Regions from separate parts of the Mus musculus genome. Here regions 2 and 3 are each linked to region 1. Evidence: chromatin contacts called from public HiChIP or PLAC-seq data. All regions are on one chromosome and are shown on one strand. The core of a region is the stretch at or near the end of the contact, and the rest is flanking DNA. Distances in the headings are between cores, read along the strand shown.

Region 1 (2,513 bases), core at 10-2,509:
GGCCTCTACTCTGTCTTTCTGTCTCTACTATCCCCTCAACTCTCCTCCCCATGTCCTAAATAAGCTATTTCCATATTATACTGTTCTGTGGCTGGTACCTCAGGGGGAGGGGATGCCTCAGTTCAGGATGGGCCCTCAGAGGCACCCCTTTCCCCCACAACATACTGCACCTCCACCAAACATATCCCTGGCTTCTTTTTCTTTTCTTTTCTTTTTTTATATAAAACATAACAGGTGGGATCCCTAGACAAGCAATCCTGGCAAACAAAAGGTCACAGAGGGCAGGGGGTAACATTCATAGAACCTTAAAAATACTAGTCTATCAGCACAAGAGACTAGGTACTAAGGAAAACAGACTTTTCAAAAAATACTGAGGTTCCCACACAGGACCTACCGAGTACACTTAAACTCTTCTCTACGAAACCTGGGCACTCCTATAGGCTATAAATTCATTTAACTGCTAACTAGATGGCAGTTAAGATTAAGATAAGCTAGAGGAGAATCAGGTGGGTGTCCAGGTGAACCAGGAGAGTGGGGTGGGACTGGTCCGCAGGGTAATTAACAAACCTGGCTCCAAAGCAGAAATGGACTTTTTCATTTGCTGCAAATTCCTAAGAGCTCTCCTTTGAAAGCCCACTTTCCGGGTTTCCAACTAGGGCTTCAGAACTTTTCAATCAAGTAACCAGAGGACTTCATCTTGCCCTAATCAAAACCTGCGAGACTCAGAAAATTCCAGGTTTTGCTTTCTTTCCCTCTCCATGAAAAGAATTCCACCCTCACGCCCTCCCCAGAGCGTGTTAGGAAACAACCCCTGCCATCCTTAAGAATTACAGTTCTTTATTCTTGGCTTCTTTGCTACTAGGAAGTTTCATGCAGGAGGGAGAGGGAGTGAGACGGGGAAGTTCCTAAACATACCCAGTGAAAGGCAAACAAACAAAACCCCATACGCCCAGTGGCTTCAAGTCTTTTGCAAGCCGGGGCGCCAAGCTGGCGTTGGAAAGCTCGAGAAAGATCTGCTCCACAAGAAGGCTCCCGGTGCAAAGGCAGACAGCCCAAGAAAAAAAACCCTCCCGCCCCGCACCTACAACCCTCCGCGCCGCCTTTTCACGGGTCGCGTCACGTCACTTCCGGGGCGGGCCCGCAAGCGGGGCGGGGCGGTGTCCGCGCAGGCTCGTGGGGCTGCAGCCTCCGAGCCGAGCGCTTGACTATATATGGTCAAAGCTGGGGGCGAGCCGCGCCGGGGCCGCGCTTCCGGGTTGGGTTGTCCGCAGCGGTAGCGCGCGGGGCAGGCGCGTACGGGTCTCGGAGCCGGGTCTCGGACCGCCCCCTCCGCGCCCGGCACGCCCGGCGCCGCCTTCCGCGCTGTCCCTGGGCTCGGCCACTGCGAGGTTCCACTCGAGCGCAGCGCCGTAACAAGTGGGCGAGGATGCCGTACGAGATCAGTGAGTGCGTGGGCCTCCGCGCGCGGCCGCCGGCTTCTGGGGTCGGGTGCAGGCGGGAGGGCGCGGCCGGGGTCTTGCACGGCCGCGGGGGTGCGGGCCGGGGACCCCGGAGTGGGCGTTGTGGACTGGGCCGGCCGAGCTGCGGGAGGGACCCCGGGGCCTGACCGCCGCCGCCCGGGAAGTCCGCCGGTCGTGCCCGCAGGCGGCAACAGGTGACCGGCTCGGGACCCCCAGCGCTGACTGACTGCAACTCCCTGGGTCCCGCGAGGCCGGGATTGCCCCTCATGCACCGTGCCGGGTTTGTATCTCCCCAGAGAAGGTGTTCGCCAGCCTCCCCCAGGTGGAGCGGGGCGTCTCTAAGATCCTCGGTGGAGACCCCAAGGGCGATCATTTCCTCTACACCAATGGCAAGTGCGTCATCCTAAGAAACATCGATGTGAGTACTCTTGTGCCCGGCGGGGCCTGCTTCCGTCCCTACCCTGCGAGCTACCTTCAGAGTCGGGAAATTCTTGCCCTTCCGCCCCCTCACCTCCCAGTCAGTTGGCCTGGGGAGAGGGGAGCCACGCCCCTTCTGCCCAGGAGCCACACCTTGGAGGCTCAGTGGACTGGACTGGACTGGTGGTGGTGTCATCCACCTCTACCCCCACAGCCCCGTAGACTGGCAAACTAAGACTTGGGTCTCTTCAGTCCTTAGAGCCAAGGGCTTTGAGTCTGCTGCTGCTTGATCATGGGGTGGCTGTTGATTGGCCCTTCCTGAGCCCAGTTTCCGCATTGGGGAAATGGAGATAGGGAAATGATCCTCCACTTCCCCTGGCTGCCTTGGCTGGCTGAATGAGCTGGTCAGCTGTCCTAATGCTGTCTGTACCTGGCATAAATGGAGCACTTGGTAAATGGCCCTTGTGCTTAATCATCCTAATACCCTGGGCTTCCTGGTATGCTAGAGCCCAGGCCTACACACCCTGTCCTCTGAATGCCAACTGTTACAGACTTGAGTCTCTGAGAGGAAACAGGAACTAGTGAATTCCTCTGGATGGTTCTCTGAAAATGACCTGCTGTCCCCAGAGCAGCAGC
Region 2 (2,513 bases), core at 10-2,509, 52 kb after region 1:
AGTTTAAGAGCTAAAACCATAGAGCTCGTTCCCTTATGATTCCCATGGGCTAGAGTGAGCAGAGCTCAGCCCTGATCTCTTCCAAACTGAGGTCTCCTGCAGCATATCACTCTTCAGTGTCTGGCAAGCAGCTACTCTGAGGGCTTCCATTTCTGGCTGTCTCTGGAATGGAAAAGCCCCTTCAGTTTCTTGTAGGCAGCTACCCTGATGGCCACAGTTTCCTGCAGGCAGCTGGCTCAAGGGCTATAGTTTCTTATAGGCAACTAGTCTGAGGGCCACAATTTTTTTTGCTGGACACTGACGGGAAACAACCTCTCAGTTTTCTGACACATGACTGCTACTCGAGGGGGCTCACCACCCAGTGGCTGGCTTGCTTTACAGCCTAAGAGGGAGAGTCTGCAGCAAGATGGATGCCAGGTTTATGTAGCCTGAGCACCTGGGTGCCTCCCTCACACATATTCTGTGTATCCAAAATCAGGCCAGAGCTTCTGCCCACACTCCAGAGGAAAGCATCCTACCAGCATGCACTCCAGGAACCTGTCCTAACTACCTGTTATATTTCTGCTCATTCAGTTCGTTCTTGTGCTGTGTATGTGTGTATTTTATAATTGGTTTTTAGCCCAGAATAGTTTTCACATTTTTCAATATTTGAGACTCTGAAATCCGTTTCGAAAAGCAATTGATTTGGATCTGAGCGTGCCCAGGCCTAGGCGAGCAACAAAGCACCTCCCTATTGTGGGCAGCCTAGTGAGGCTGGGGTAAAACCTGCCATTAACACAGGTGCCCGGGAGCTGATTCTGTTCAGAAACATCAGGACTTGCCATGAGATTGGAAGCTGCAGGGAGTTCTACAGGGTGCACTCAGAATGTGTGAATTGCTTAGAAGTGACTCTCACGCCTAATTCTGATTTAAAAAAATGGTAAGAAGGTATTTTAAACTATCACCAACTTGCAGAATATTGACATTGTACAGTGTTTGCCATGTGCTCAGACCAAAGGCTGAACACATCCCTTCCCCCAACCCCAGTGTGTGTGTGTGTGTGTGTGTGTGTGTCTTAAAACAAAATACTGGAGGCTGGATAATTTGTAAAGAAAAGAAGTTCATTTACCGTACAGTTTGGAAGACTGAAAACTCAAGATCAGGCAGTCTCCTGTCTGTGCCAAGGAAGCCACACTGCGTCCTAACAGGGTGAATGAGCTCATATGGCGGAAGTGCCTGTCAGCAGAGAGATAGGAGGGGACAAGCAGCTGTCATCTAACAGCTTGTTCCAGGGAGAGCTAACCCAGCCTCTGAGAAAGACTGATATCAGTCCTTCAGAAGGGCTCCATCTCTGTGATAGCCTTGACAGTCAAGTTGTGGACTGATAAGTGTATGAGATTAGCAAAGTGCTCCTGGGTGTGTCTGTGAAGATAACTGTGGAAAGGAGACCTCGCCCCATATTTGGGTGGCTCTGTCCTATGACCTTGGGTCATGGATGAAATAAAAGGGGGAAATGAAGAGACTTAGGCCCATCAGCCATGATTCTCTCTTTACTTTTCAAAGGCCCAGAAACAAGGAACCTACCTACTATGGAGTGAACCCCCTGAAACCATGAGACAGAATAAACTCATTGCCAAGAAGTTGTTGGTACTGGGAAAAGTGTGACTGACAAACTTTTCACACTGCAGCCTGAGTTCACCCAGAGCTCCCAACATGGATGACCCACAACCCAACCACCCCACCAACCTGCCCAGCAAGAAGGAAAGCCACCAGCAAACAGCAAACACTTTTGGGCATGGGTTGTGTGTTGTGGGATATTTGATCACACTGTGAACCCCAAGATTGTGCTGTTTACTGGAACAACCTGTTTCCAGTTGTGGTGTGACTCAGCCCTAGCACACACCTTTAAACCAAGACCTTTCTGCTTATTGTAAACAGGATTAAGGAAAGTCAACCACAGGTCAAGAGGCAGAGCAAGCAACCAGTTGACAGGGAGCGAACGTAGGAAAAAAACCATAGAGAGTAAGAGGAAGTCAGGAGGACAGATAGAGAAACAAACGGGAAGTAAAAAGGAGGGGCATTCAGTTTGACAGAGTTTTGAGACAGCATGGAGAAAGAGGACTTCCTTTTCCTTTTGAGATGTCAGCTGTGGATGGAAATCTGCTCGGGCTTTCTCTGCTTTTCGGAGCTAGCAGGCTTTCACCCCAGCACCTGGCTCCCAAATCTTCATTGGTAAAAATGAACGACTGAGATTTTATTTAAAAACAACAGTTGTGACATCTCTAAACTTTGATCCACCCTGGAAATTTTGGGCCTATGGCTTCTCTGGGTGCTGATGGAATTCAGTATCACCATGGAGACAGCTCTGGGTGTATCTATGAGGGTTTTTTCAGAAAGGACTGGAGAAGACCCACCCCTAATGCTGGTGGAACTCATCATTCCAGGGTTGGACTGAGTAAGGAAGAGAGCACGCTCTGCACCGTCAGGTATTCATCCCTCTGCCTCCTGACTGTGGATGCCACGTGGCAAGCTTC
Region 3 (2,513 bases), core at 5-2,504, 37 kb before region 1:
TTTCTTCTCTGACAACCAACATATTTGAAGATTGTCTCCAATCTCCAGTGGAGCACACACACACACATACACACACACACACACATACACACACACACACACACACACACACACACACACACACACCACTTAGCCAGACTTAATGGGTTAAAAATATTCATGGCTTTGTTTTATTACAATAAGAACATCATGAAGCATTGGACCATGGGCTTTGTAGCAACATAAACATAAACCTGGTGGTTCATGTTTTGCTTAATAAACTGCACAGTGTTCTCTTTAAGGTAAGATATGGATGCTTGGTTTTTGTTCTTTTTAAAATTTATTTACTAAATTTCTGTGAATACACTGTCACTGTTTTCAGACACACCAGAAGAGGGCATCAGATCCCCTAAAAGATGGTTGTGAGCTACCATGTGGTTGCTGGGAATTGAACTCAGGACCTCTGGAAGATCAGTCAGTGCTCTTAACCACTGAGCCATCTCTCCAGCCCTGGGTATGTTTATAATATGTTATTGTAGTAGATAAAGAAATAGATCACCATCCCCCATACTCCAACAAGGAGTGTTTTGCTCTCTCCCCATCCATAAAAATGTATTCAGACAGGAATGGTCTTGGCTTCAGAGTGCCAACTCCCCTAAATGAAACCTTTCAAGAACAGCTCACACCCACTTCCTGGAGTTATCAAGTCATAGTTTTAGGCCAACTTGAGGCCACGTATACTCCAGAGTTCCCTATGGGGACAACTGAAGGAAGTAGAACCCCTTCCCCATAGTGGATGTCAGGTTCTTTGGCTCTGCCCTTTTATCTCCTAGCTATATAAGCATGAGGCATAAGAACAATCCTGAGTTTCTTGCATACGACATTGTCAGATTCCACCTCCTGGAGAATCTCCAACCATGATAAGGTCTGGGAAATACTTCATCCTTTAAAGAACTGATAGTAGTTCCAGATACAGCAAGTCCTCTAGAGAACTGGAAATTGTCAGCTGTCTCAGTTTCCACCTAAGTAAGGTCTATGAGGGTTCAATTTGACTGGTGATGCTTGAGTAAACCCAGAACTATCCCAAAACTTTTTTTTTTTACCTAAATTTACATGTCTATTGTTGGGAGCCGCCCCCACATTCGCCGTCACAAGATGGCGCTGACATCCTGTGTTTTAAGTGGTAAACAAATAATCTGTGCATGTGTCAAGGGTATTTCTCTACCCCATGTACTCTGCCTTCCCCGTGGCAACAACTCGGCCATGGGCTGCAGCCAATCAGGGAGTGATACGTCCTAGGTGAAGGATAATTTTTCTTAAAGGGGACGGGGTTTCCGCCATTCTCTCTCTTGCTTGCGCTCTTGCGCTTTTGCTCTCTGGCTCTGGCTCTTGCTCGCTTGCTCCTAAAGATGTAAACAATAGAGCTCTTACTCTGCGCTCTGGCGCGCTGGCGCGCTGGCGCTCTGGCTCCTAAAGATGTAAGCGGGGGGCCTTTTGTTTTTGGGGCTTGGGGCTTGCGCTCCTGCTCCTGAAGATGTAAGCAATAAAGTTTTGCTGCAAAAGATTCTGGTTTGTTGTGTTCTTCCTGGCCGGTCGTGAGAACGCGTTTAAGAGTCTATAATGTGCTATCATTATGCTTTAAAGTAAGTAACTTTGGTGAACCACAAAAAAAATCTAGGAACACTGGAACAAAGAGCTTTCCCCACTGGCAACCTAACTTGCATAATCATTCCATATTAGTTTATTGTGATTCATTATAACTTGAAACATTGCCTGAAAGCTTTACTTGACAGGGATAGCAAGCTTGCAGATTGAAAATGCATCGGAGTCTCCCTGGAAGGAATTTGTTCTTCCAATTGTGAGAATGCTGCCAGCAGTAGGAGAGTACCTGAAGCGACTTGTGTTCTCATGCTAATTATGTTACCTTAAAACCTTCTTGCAATGTCCTGCATGTAAAACTAAAGGAAGCCTGTCCCCAGTTGGCTTTTGACTGGCAGCCAATGGCTGGGCAGGATGACAAGGGAATAGGAGACAGGTCACACCGGAAAGGTGTAGGAGGATGAGACAGTCCGACACCTAGGTGCAGGGAGGAAGCAGCCCCAGGAGGGCTGCCTAGTAGGGTCCAGGGCAGCAAAGATAAAATACAGATTTAGTAAGTATTCACTCAGGAATATCAGAGGGGAGTGTGTGTGAGCCTAACGTGGAGTTAGGGAGTGGCCCAACCATTAAGCTGTTTAAGGTATTTAAAATATAAGTCTGGGCCAGGCGGTGGTGGCGCACACCTTTAATCCCAGCACTTGGGAGGCAGAGGCAGGCAGATTTCTGAGTTCAAGGCCAGCCTGGTCTACAAAGTGAGTTCCAGGACAGCCAGGGCTATACAGAGAAACCCTGTCTCGAAAAACAAACAAATATATATATATGTCTGTATATGTGTGTCTTTCTTTCAGGAATCCAGAACATTGGGGTAATAGCGAGAAGCCTGTGTGCACACACCAGGAATTACAAAGCAGTTTAATTGAATATTGTAACAGTAT

Evidence for each region. HiChIP or PLAC-seq counts read pairs in DNA pulled down with a chosen protein or histone mark.
Region 2: an H3K4me3 HiChIP or PLAC-seq map of bone marrow-derived macrophages shows a contact between it and region 1, with 2.0 times the contacts expected there. The contact joins the enhancer-like site here to the promoter of Wdr1 in region 1. A contact is called at or near these places in 6 of 39 promoter capture datasets (the C10 cell line, the HPC-7 cell line, the SN4741 cell line and 3 more), 1 of 484 Hi-C or Micro-C datasets (macrophages), 6 of 115 datasets of contacts at active chromatin or transcription factors (the SCID.adh cell line, bone marrow-derived macrophages, double positive thymocytes and 1 more) and 3 of 9 other capture datasets (adipose tissue, liver and pancreatic islet).
Region 3: a contact with region 1 is called in an H3K27ac HiChIP or PLAC-seq map of embryonic stem cells, with 8 read pairs. The contact joins the enhancer-like site here to the promoter of Wdr1 in region 1. A contact is called at or near these places in 2 of 39 promoter capture datasets (both in the 3T3-L1 cell line), 4 of 484 Hi-C or Micro-C datasets (the STO cell line, bone marrow-derived macrophages, cranial neural crest and 1 more), 9 of 115 datasets of contacts at active chromatin or transcription factors (bone marrow-derived macrophages, double positive thymocytes, embryonic stem cells and 3 more) and 1 of 9 other capture datasets (liver).

What each region holds. Positions count from the first base shown.
Region 1 is chr5:38,560,445-38,562,957 of GRCm38.p6, reverse strand. It overlaps Wdr1 (WD repeat domain 1), which reads left to right and starts at 1,259. Exons shown (of 15, transcript NM_011715.3): 1 at 1,259-1,442; 2 at 1,757-1,878. The coding sequence starts at 1,427.
Region 2 is chr5:38,508,532-38,511,044 of GRCm38.p6, reverse strand. It overlaps the pseudogene Gm15796. Among named protein-coding and RNA genes, the nearest start is that of Slc2a9, 29 kb to the right of the region's middle. RefSeq lists an enhancer at 1,146-1,777. Within about 2 kb of position 1,259, at least 27 of the 459 cell types and tissues checked have an H3K27ac peak or open chromatin away from gene starts, as enhancers often do. A contact at or near this core is called in bone marrow-derived macrophages, where this site is marked.
Region 3 is chr5:38,597,457-38,599,969 of GRCm38.p6, reverse strand. No RefSeq gene overlaps it. Among named protein-coding and RNA genes, the nearest start is that of Wdr1, 37 kb to the right of the region's middle. Within about 2 kb of position 1,254, at least 33 of the 459 cell types and tissues checked have an H3K27ac peak or open chromatin away from gene starts, as enhancers often do. A contact at or near this core is called in embryonic stem cells and memory CD8 T cells, where this site is marked.